Linked DNA regions of Anas platyrhynchos: region 1 is linked to region 2. The links are chromatin contacts, called in public Hi-C maps. All regions are on one chromosome and are shown on one strand. Each heading gives the region's core, a stretch centred on a gene start, on an enhancer-like site or on the middle of the called end of the contact. The rest is flanking DNA. Distances are from core to core; before and after follow the strand shown.

Region 1 (4,557 bases), core at 1,768-4,267, 65 kb after region 2:
CTACAGGAAGACATGGTGATAGCATCAGGCAAAGCAGCAAGAAAACTGGAATGATACAGAGCAAATGAAGCAATACCAAATGAAGCTGCATGTACGAAGGCAGCAAGAAAAAGCAACTAAATGTTTATAAGCTCATAGCAAAAATTACCGCTCTCTTAAAGACTGCACATGGGCTCTCAGCTCAGGAATTGAATATTTGGAGCAACAAACTGAAGTCCAGGTTCTGACCATAAGTTACATGACACAGTGAGCCACGGGCTTTAGTCTGCAATCCGGTGTTGCCTGAGTTCTCCTATTTATTCAGTAGGGAAAATAAATAAATAAATATATATATATATACATATATATATATAAATATATATATTTATATTTATATATATATCAGGCATCAAAGACCAACACAAAACATAGAAGTGCCCCAGCAGCACTACATTTAACACTGGCAGAAGGTGTAGGTACAAATACTGCTACATAACTTAAAAATCACCTTTAACTATTAAGGAGAAGAAAAAAAAAAAAAAAAAAGGATCCTTATTAGGCAAGGCAAGAAATCTGCATTTAGCCAGGCAGAGAAATTATATTCTGTCTGAGAGCCCGAGAGAGGTAGAGGAGAAGGAGGGGAAGAGATGGGGAGCAAAATCAAGTTTTAGCTCCACCAAGAGCCAGAGCTTCAAACTTCAAAAATAAAGCTCTTCGTATCACTGTCCTTAGTGAGCTGAGAGCTGCTGTTGAGCTCCTGCCTGTGAGTAGAAAGCCCAAACTGCAAAACTAGCAAAGATCACCAAGGAATCCACTGCGACAGCATTCCACTCTCCTTCGCTTCTGCTTTAGCTTGCTGCCTCCGCTCACAGCTCTGGCAAGCACACGGCTGTCCATCACTGCAATCACTCCGGCACACGGCTTCCAGACTTACTCAGAAGCTCTTCCCTCTGGGAAAGGTGCGGAACGAAAAGGGAGGAATTCCACGTCCAGTCCTTGTAACCTGCTCTGTCCTCTGCACTTCCCGAAAGCTCGCTACTTCGCTTCTCAGGCAGCGAATGACACATGGGCTGAGGACATTTGTCAAATCTCTGTCCCTTTGTGTACTTAAAGGGAGGAAACTGGTATTAATGGTTAACAAGACTAGCACCAGCAAAGCCTTTCTCTGCAATCTGACATGCTGCTTTTGAAGGGACAGGTGTGTGAGAAATCAGGAAAGCCAAATGTTTCCTCCTTATTGCCTACAGCTTGGAAAACTTCTGTGGCTTTGATTTGGTTTTGGTTCTGAAGTTGCACGTACCGCCGGTTTACATTTCATTCTTCAACCTGAGGCTGCTGATCGCTAACAAAATCTTAGAAGCTGTATCAGCTGCACCAAACCACACGCACACAGACCCAGCAAAGAAGCCTGCCTGCCTGCCCGCGTACACTGAAGTCAGCCCGATGGCAGTACTGTCTAGGGAGGAAAGGGAGAGGTTAAAAATCCACATGCAAACGCTTTCAAGTCTCTGCCAACAGTTTCGAAAGGACACGGGCTATCTGCCATCTCCCTTTTGCCAGTGTATTCATGGAACATAAAGCATCATTAAGAAAGCTCATGGCTTGTCTATTTGTTGGTCTATTCAGTGAGATCGCCAGTCTCCCTGGTCCAGAAGGCAATGGGATTTTCAGCCCTAAGAACAACTTCCTCCAGAAGAAATGAAACACTGGCATGATAATTTTAAAATACTATGCACACAGTTTCTACGCAGTCTCCCCTGTAGACTTCTGAATAACTTTTTATCATCGCCCCAAAAAAAAACAAATTCACGTAAGACTCCTGATCTGATTTTCTGATGCTGCACTGATAGGGACTCCCTTAAGTGCTTTAGCATATATCTTGCTTACTGCTTTACTTACTACATTTCAGTGCAGTAAAAGCACTAGAAAGACACAAGAAAAGTTTTCAAAACCACGCTATTCTAAAAATTTCCTGCAAAAAAAAAAAATTATGTAACAGGTTAGTTCAAGCCTTTGTATTACTGTGTACACTAACGTAAAAACAGAAACAATCCATGATTAAATAAATAAGGACTGCAGTGTTAGACTAAGTAGGTTTTTTACTGTAGCAGAACACAGTTGCATTAAACATGCTTTCAGCCTAACCTGCCAATTACAAACCTCTGCTTTTTAAAAGACTTGTTTCCTTTCATTTTTCAATTATTTTCCAGTGTTTTTAGAAAACGTTAACCTTGATAATAGGAAAAAGTATTTTTAATGATGACATATGATTTCCACATAGAAAAGAACAAAGCATTAAAAGTGCCATGAGAATTAAATTGCACTGGGAATTAGTTAGCCAGGCTATGTTTGTGCTGCCTTTACCTAGTAACAAAGCAAACTCGATCTGAAGCTGCATGAAAGAAAATGCAGTCTCGTTTTTCCCTCACTTTTCCCCTCCAAAACTGTTTTTTTGTTGTTGTTGTTGTTTTTTTCCCCCCTATGCATATAGGAGAGATACATTAACAGAATTTCCAACTGGAAAAAAGTGAACTGCTTGACTGACAAGTGCACTTCAAGCACATGATTATTCTTCCTTGATCTGACATCTAAAATTAAAATGAAACAAAATAGCCAGCTGCAGAATTGCTGTGGCAAAACGCCCCATCTTCAGCTTCTGCCACAAACTGAGGAAGCCTGAAAAAAGTGTCCAAAAGTAGGTCCATTTTTTCAGTTCTGTCTCTTGATCTTATTAGAAGCTGTTACAAACCACTCACGAACTACTCTTCTCTCACATCTGTAGACCACTGTGGTTGCAAGAATATTTCTGCAACCCTGCTAAAGAGATTTCAAACATACATACTCTGATCCACCTCCCTGAGGTCGCTTCTGAACAGGACAAGGAAGGGGGCACATCACACGTCTCGGAGCATCACAAATCAGCACTCCACCAACGCTCCTGACAGAGATGATGAGCAACAACGAAGTCAAAGCCTGTATTCAAGCTTTGCCCAATTCCAGGGACATTTTAATCAGTGCTCTGACGTGTTCCCACTGCCGATGTCTCTGTTCCTGATAACAGCAAGCATCCTCCCGTCTCCCACGGCCCAGTTCAGGGCTGAGCTGCCCAAGCTCTCTCTCAAAAGCATCTCCAACCTCACTGGGTAAATAACAGCTTTGTATTCTTCTCTGAACCAGAGGTAGCTTTGTGCTGCCGGGAACCGACTTTATGGAAATTTGTGAACTGCACAGCTCCAGCTGTTTCTGCTTTAAAGGAGTACAATACTTGCGAATGGATTTCACATCAGTCATTCAGTTTCCCCAGTTGCTTGACTGAAGCTGATTTGTGTTGTTTTCTAAACCTCAATGGCAAAAAGAAAAACAAAAGAAGAAAAAAAAAGTGGCTTATCATTGCATCTCCAATAATTTAATATATTGCTTACTCTTAGCAGAATTTGATGAAATAGTGATTCATCCCATTCTCAAGCTCTCTATCAAAGTTATTAAAACTTGTCTCCCTTTTAAAGCAAAAATAAATGCTTTCTATGGGTTGTGTTTCACAAATTCAAGAGCTTACAAGATTCTCACCAGTATTTCCAACTGGCAGGAGGAGGCACCTCAGCAGCTGAGGCACTTCAGCACCTTGTTGCCACAAGCCATGCACAGTGGCAGAGACAAGATCCTGGCCCTGCCAGGACTCCCCAGGAGCACACAGCCGCACTCACACCCCTGGCCCTTTGATGCTCTAACACAGTCCACACGGGTGGAGTTTTGGAGTTTTGGTGAACACGGCAGTGCTGACATGAGGCAGCAGCAAACCCACCAGCATATTTTCCCACACCACATCATTGTAACTCAAACTGCAATGGCATCCAGACATCCCGCTAAACTTTCTGTTAAGCAGGGATTTGCACATCATCTGCCCAGAAATGTTATCCAAGTACAAGGAGTTGTTCAGGTGAACATAATATCCATGGCTAATGTTTTACGGAGACTCCTTTAAACCATTTGATGAACTTGGTAGAGGATGCCCAGGTAGAGAGAGCCTTTCACCCATACTTTTTTTTTTTTTTACATGAAAGGGAAAGAAGCAGTTTTTCTATCACTCAAGCAACACCACACACATGCTTAGTAAACAAAAGAAAAGGAGATGTGAGAATACGTTATCATAATTATGCTAAGACAATGGCAATCACACAGTAAGCATTGAGAAAATTGTACACCCAGGAGTTTCAAATAAGACCAAAGCCTTGTTGTTTTGGAACAACGCAGAGAGTCTCACACTTTGAAGAACTCACTACATAAATATGTTATGGAGAAAAAAAATAGAGAGGAAAAAGTAATGTTCGCACCATTCTAGGATGGCTGAAACACACAGACTGCCTGGGAGCACGCAAAGCTCCTGTGGCATGCCCGGGAGCTGAAGATGCATCCTTTGATTTTCAAGTTACTGTTTTCTTCACAGCGCTCTCCACTCAGAAAACTTAAGACATGTAAGAAATACCCTAAGTTCTAAATTGATATTCACGTGTAAAAAAGATAAATACTAAAAAATACACTTCGCTTACCTTACTGTTTATAATAATATTTTTCCTGTGG
Region 2 (4,473 bases), core at 1,090-3,589:
CTCCATAGAGAGGCTGATGTCTGCTATCAATTTCCAGCTCACTTCACCAACAAATTACCCCAAATCTAGCCTACATTAAAAACTAATCATTGATATCTAGCATAGCACAATCACTGGGTTCTCAGAAGCACGTGCTGTGCTGTTGAACAGTGAACGGCCACTGTCCTGGCTGCAGGGAGTACTGCCCATGCAGATGCCAGTTCTGGATGTGTCTGTGTCAGAAGACCATCACTCTGTGTGTGCTGCAAGTCCTCAGCTCCCACAAAACATTAGTCATATTTGGTTACACACACCACTCACGTTGGTAATATTGCACAGATACACTCGACAACTGCCTTTTCTTCCTACTAACAGCCAAAACTTGTATTCCTTCTCACTCCTCCCTCCACCTACAGTTTCTCAGAGAGGGAGTCTCACACCTGAGAACCTCCTAAATCCACGATTGTGCCTCCTGTGCGGACAACCATGTACTGGCAGGCCTCCTGCTCCCTGCCTCGCTACCCTCTTGCCTCCCCACTGTCATTTTGGCACTTACATTGAAAAGAGGGGAAAAGACACCTGCCTCCTCCTTCTCCTCTCCCAAGGAATGGACAAGCTCAATCTGCCAGGAGGGGAGGGAGGACCACCCTTACATGTAGGTCCAAGCCACACAGCAGGTCTGTCACCCCAGGGCTGGTGCCAGCTCTAGGCGGATGCGCTGGACCACGCACAGGACTGGTCCTGCTGTTTCCTTGGATGGAGAAATGAAGCCAAAAATGTAAATTCACAAAGAAGTCTTTCCACTGCCTGTGTTTACTTTTCCACAACCTTTTCATGTTTCTCATTTCTTCCTGCTGACTTAATTATGCTACTCTGTCCACATCTGCTGAACGCCTTCAGCTGCTGTTTGAACGTGTACGTGCTCCAACCTACAACTGCTCAGTGCCCGCCTCACCTTCCTGACCCACATCCCCTCGCCTGCCTGGGAGGGCTTCCTCCCACTCGTGGTTGGAGTCTGGAGACTCTGACCTTCCCCGGTGTGATACCTTGACTCAGGTGGGTATTACACCCCCACGGGGCTGATCACAGGCCACAGCAGTGCTTTCCTGTGGTAGCTGCTGTCCTTGTGCCATGGATGAACTCTGTAGCAGGACCGGCTGCCTGGCACTTTTCTGCTGCACCCTTCAACACCTCCCCAGATCTTGGGTTACTTCCATCCAGTCTCTGAGAGAGAGGGAGAAGTCTGCAACAGCTCTGCGAGATGAAATGGTCTGAGAGATTTGCAGAGGACTGTAAAGGGTTCTGGGAAGAAACTACAAGGCTGAGAATTTGGCCAGCCTCCTTCTTCACCACACACAAACTGCAGAGGCAGAGGGGAAGGAGAAAGCAGAAACTTGGAAAGGCACCAAGTAACGGGAAAATGGCAGTGAAAATTGTGGCAGACTGCTGAAGTTTGGATGAGAAATGGAGTGTGTGTGTCGGGGGCGGATGCCGGTTGCTGCACAGGCTGGCATTTGGGTCAGAACTGCACTGCACCAGAAACAACACATACCTAAACACTGAAAAAATAAACATTTCTCTCAGTGGGTAAGACTAAATAATAGCAGCAGTTTCATTCAGGTGGGTAAGACCAAGTAACAGCATCATGGACAAGACATACATGAAAATACCACCAACTACACCCAGATAGGCCAGGGAGGAATAAAATGGGAATTTAAGAACGAGTCCTTGATACAATGAGGCAGGACATTTCCAATTCTGTGAAATTCTCAAACATGCTGGCTTTTCTACCTATGCAAAGTTATTGCTGATTGTTTCTCATTTACCACTCCAGGCTGTTTAAATAGGGAAAAAAAAATCCTGGAATTCCTCTCTTTTGACTCAAACCAAATAAATGACATGTTTTTGCAGCTTTTTAGCAAGAAGACCTACCCCGTGAAGATTTCAAAACAAAATCATGTGAGTCATTGTTGCTACAGGAAAAGAGAGCAGGGTGATGGAGCAATCGGACTGCACGGCTGCGACCAGGAGAAAAGGCCCCGAGTCAGGGAACGTGCAAACACAGGCACGCATGAACAACAGCCACGCTCAGAGGTGCAGCATCAGATGCAGAAAGGGCGGGGGGAGCATGACAGATGATGGCTGCAGGAAGTATACAGGACAACCTCCTCACCGGGAAGAACGTGAAGCAATAAATACCTTAGTGCTCGTAACTCAATACTGAAGCGAAGCTGAACTGGAGATGTTGGAGAAGCGAAGCTGCCCTGGGTAACCTCTCTGCTGATTACGGATCAAAGGATACCTCTGTGTGTTAGTGCATAAGGTCTGCAATTAACCAAGGCTCTGGGAGGTCTGCCTATTCATAGGACTGCTTTCAGATGCAGGTACGGATGCAAATCAGTAATTATCAGCATTCTTACACTTCAGCGGGTTTTGTACCACGCCCCCTCACTACACGCAAGCTGCTGATAAGCAAACACAAACAAATGCATGGTTTCTATCAGGAAAAATCTGCAAACTGAAAAGATAAGTTTCCTCTACAATGATTAAATAGATCTATAAGTGCAAGACAGAAGATTACAATCAAAATGAACACCAGAATTTGTGCGTAGCTTATTGCTGTTTGAAACAAATGCAAATTAATTCTGACACAGTAACCTACCTGGACACTGATAGAAAAATCATTTCTAATGATTACCGAATAGCAGGAATTACGGTTAGTTCATGTCTCACTTCACCAATTAAATCTCAAGCATAAGGGAACAGGCAAAATACTGTTCTAGGCTTTGATTCAGAGAAGTACTTCAGCACAATTTCGGCCTTAATTCATTTTTGTCAAGCTGAAATGACACCTAAAAGACCTTTCCTTTTTCCACTTCTGTTCTCACCAGATCAGCCCACAAGTGCACGCACAAGACACGACAGCCTCTTTTGAGCCATGAGTACCCTGCCTGCTGTGGAAGGAGTGCTGTGTGAAAAGCTGTAAAGTTAGCTGCTCTTTGTCAGCAAGGCATGTTTCGGCATCTGAAATCTGAATCCTTTTCAGTTTGTTTAGATGCCCTTCGGGGGTAAGAACAAACTACAGAGAATCCCTTCAAGCCTTTATAAGGTAATTTGGAAAGAGACACTGTAATTTTTGAATGTATTAATTATTTTTAATTTTAATATACCATTAATACATTTATTAACTCTTAATGCCTTAGTTTACTTTTAATTACATTGTTAGATTCTCTCCCCAACAGCGAATTCCCCATGGCAGAACCCCCTTACAAAGGGCCCATCCCCACAGGGGCACATGGGGACAAGGACTCTCCTGCTGCAGCCAGGGCACTTCTCACCTCCCTGGTACGGCCCCATGCTCATGGGAAACTCTGCTCCCAGGCAGCTTCTGATTTGGACTCTGCCAGATACAGGCATCCCTGCCCTCCACCTCTCCTGGGACACAAGAGAAAAGCCGTCTCTCCTCTGTCTAAGACAGCATAAAGAGCACTGCAGTAAACTCAGCCGTTTACAGCAGCCAGAATTTATTACAATTTTTTGTCCGGTCGCAGATCCTATTAGAAAGGACTGTACAGAGAGGCTGGCAGTCTCTGCAAGTTCAGCCATTATACCCGTGCTTGAATGAAAGGCAATAATTACGGAAATCATTGCCATTTTATAATGTTTACTTCCTTTTCCGGCTTAATTTCAGATTCAATCTACACTGTGATGTAATGTTTCTCTGCTGAGGATCTACTTAAAAGCAAACTAAAAATAAAGGCCTGGCTGCCATGAAAAGAAAAAAAAAAAAAAAAAGGAGAGAGAGAGAATATTCCTTAGTAATTGCTACACTTATTTGCTTCTTGCCTCTATATTCACCATAATTCTGTCCAGCCCCAACTCAGCAGCCAGGTTTGAACATTTTATATCTAATCACTACCCATACTTCAACAAATACTGCTGCAGTTGTTGCATGCAACAGCATAAAGAACTCTCTAAAAATAGGAAATGAGAGATCTCCCCTCTCTGTTGAATACAGCAGAACTGTACCACGTCCTACCCAGTATCAGCAGTGAGCTAACAACTCAGCCCAAGAAGCAGGCCAAAATCCTTCACTTATCAGAGGAGTGTAACAAAGGAAAAATGTTATCCAGGAGCTGAGCATTTCCCAGGATGAGACTGATTCAGCAAACCAGCAGCACTGCTAGTGCACTGTGCCCATCAGCCCATCAGCCTCATGGACGCTTCCTTGCTTTCCAAGCCAGGCTTCTTGCATGTGGCGGCGGCAGCCTGATGCAGAAGTTGGAGTCTAACTGTGCATTTACCACATGTGAAAGAAAGGCAGACTCAGGTCACAGTGGCTCCCCTAATTTGAGTGCTGACGTGTTTTCTGCAAGCCAGCTTTGTGATATCTCACTGAGTGCAAACAAGGCCAGAGTGATAACACTGGCAGGGAGAGGGGACACAAATCGAGTAGGAAACGCATATTTTCTACATCACATCAGCCAATTATCT

The links. Hi-C and Micro-C count contacts between places; a contact is called where the count stands out from the background.
Region 1: a contact with region 2 is called in a Hi-C map of liver, with 2.1 times the contacts expected there. The contact joins two enhancer-like sites. A contact is called at or near these places in 2 of 8 Hi-C or Micro-C datasets (liver and small yellow follicle).

Annotation. Positions count from the first base shown.
Region 1 is chr5:62,791,329-62,795,885 of IASCAAS_PekinDuck_T2T, forward strand. All of the region lies in intron 3 of DENND2B (DENN domain containing 2B), which reads right to left. Among named protein-coding and RNA genes, the nearest start is that of RPL27A, 77 kb to the left of the region's middle. Within about 2 kb of position 3,018, at least 5 of the 8 cell types and tissues checked have an H3K27ac peak or open chromatin away from gene starts, as enhancers often do.
Region 2 is chr5:62,727,417-62,731,889 of IASCAAS_PekinDuck_T2T, forward strand. The region is part of intron 15 of DENND2B (DENN domain containing 2B); the gene reads right to left. Among named protein-coding and RNA genes, the nearest start is that of RPL27A, 13 kb to the left of the region's middle. Within about 2 kb of position 2,340, at least 4 of the 8 cell types and tissues checked have an H3K27ac peak or open chromatin away from gene starts, as enhancers often do.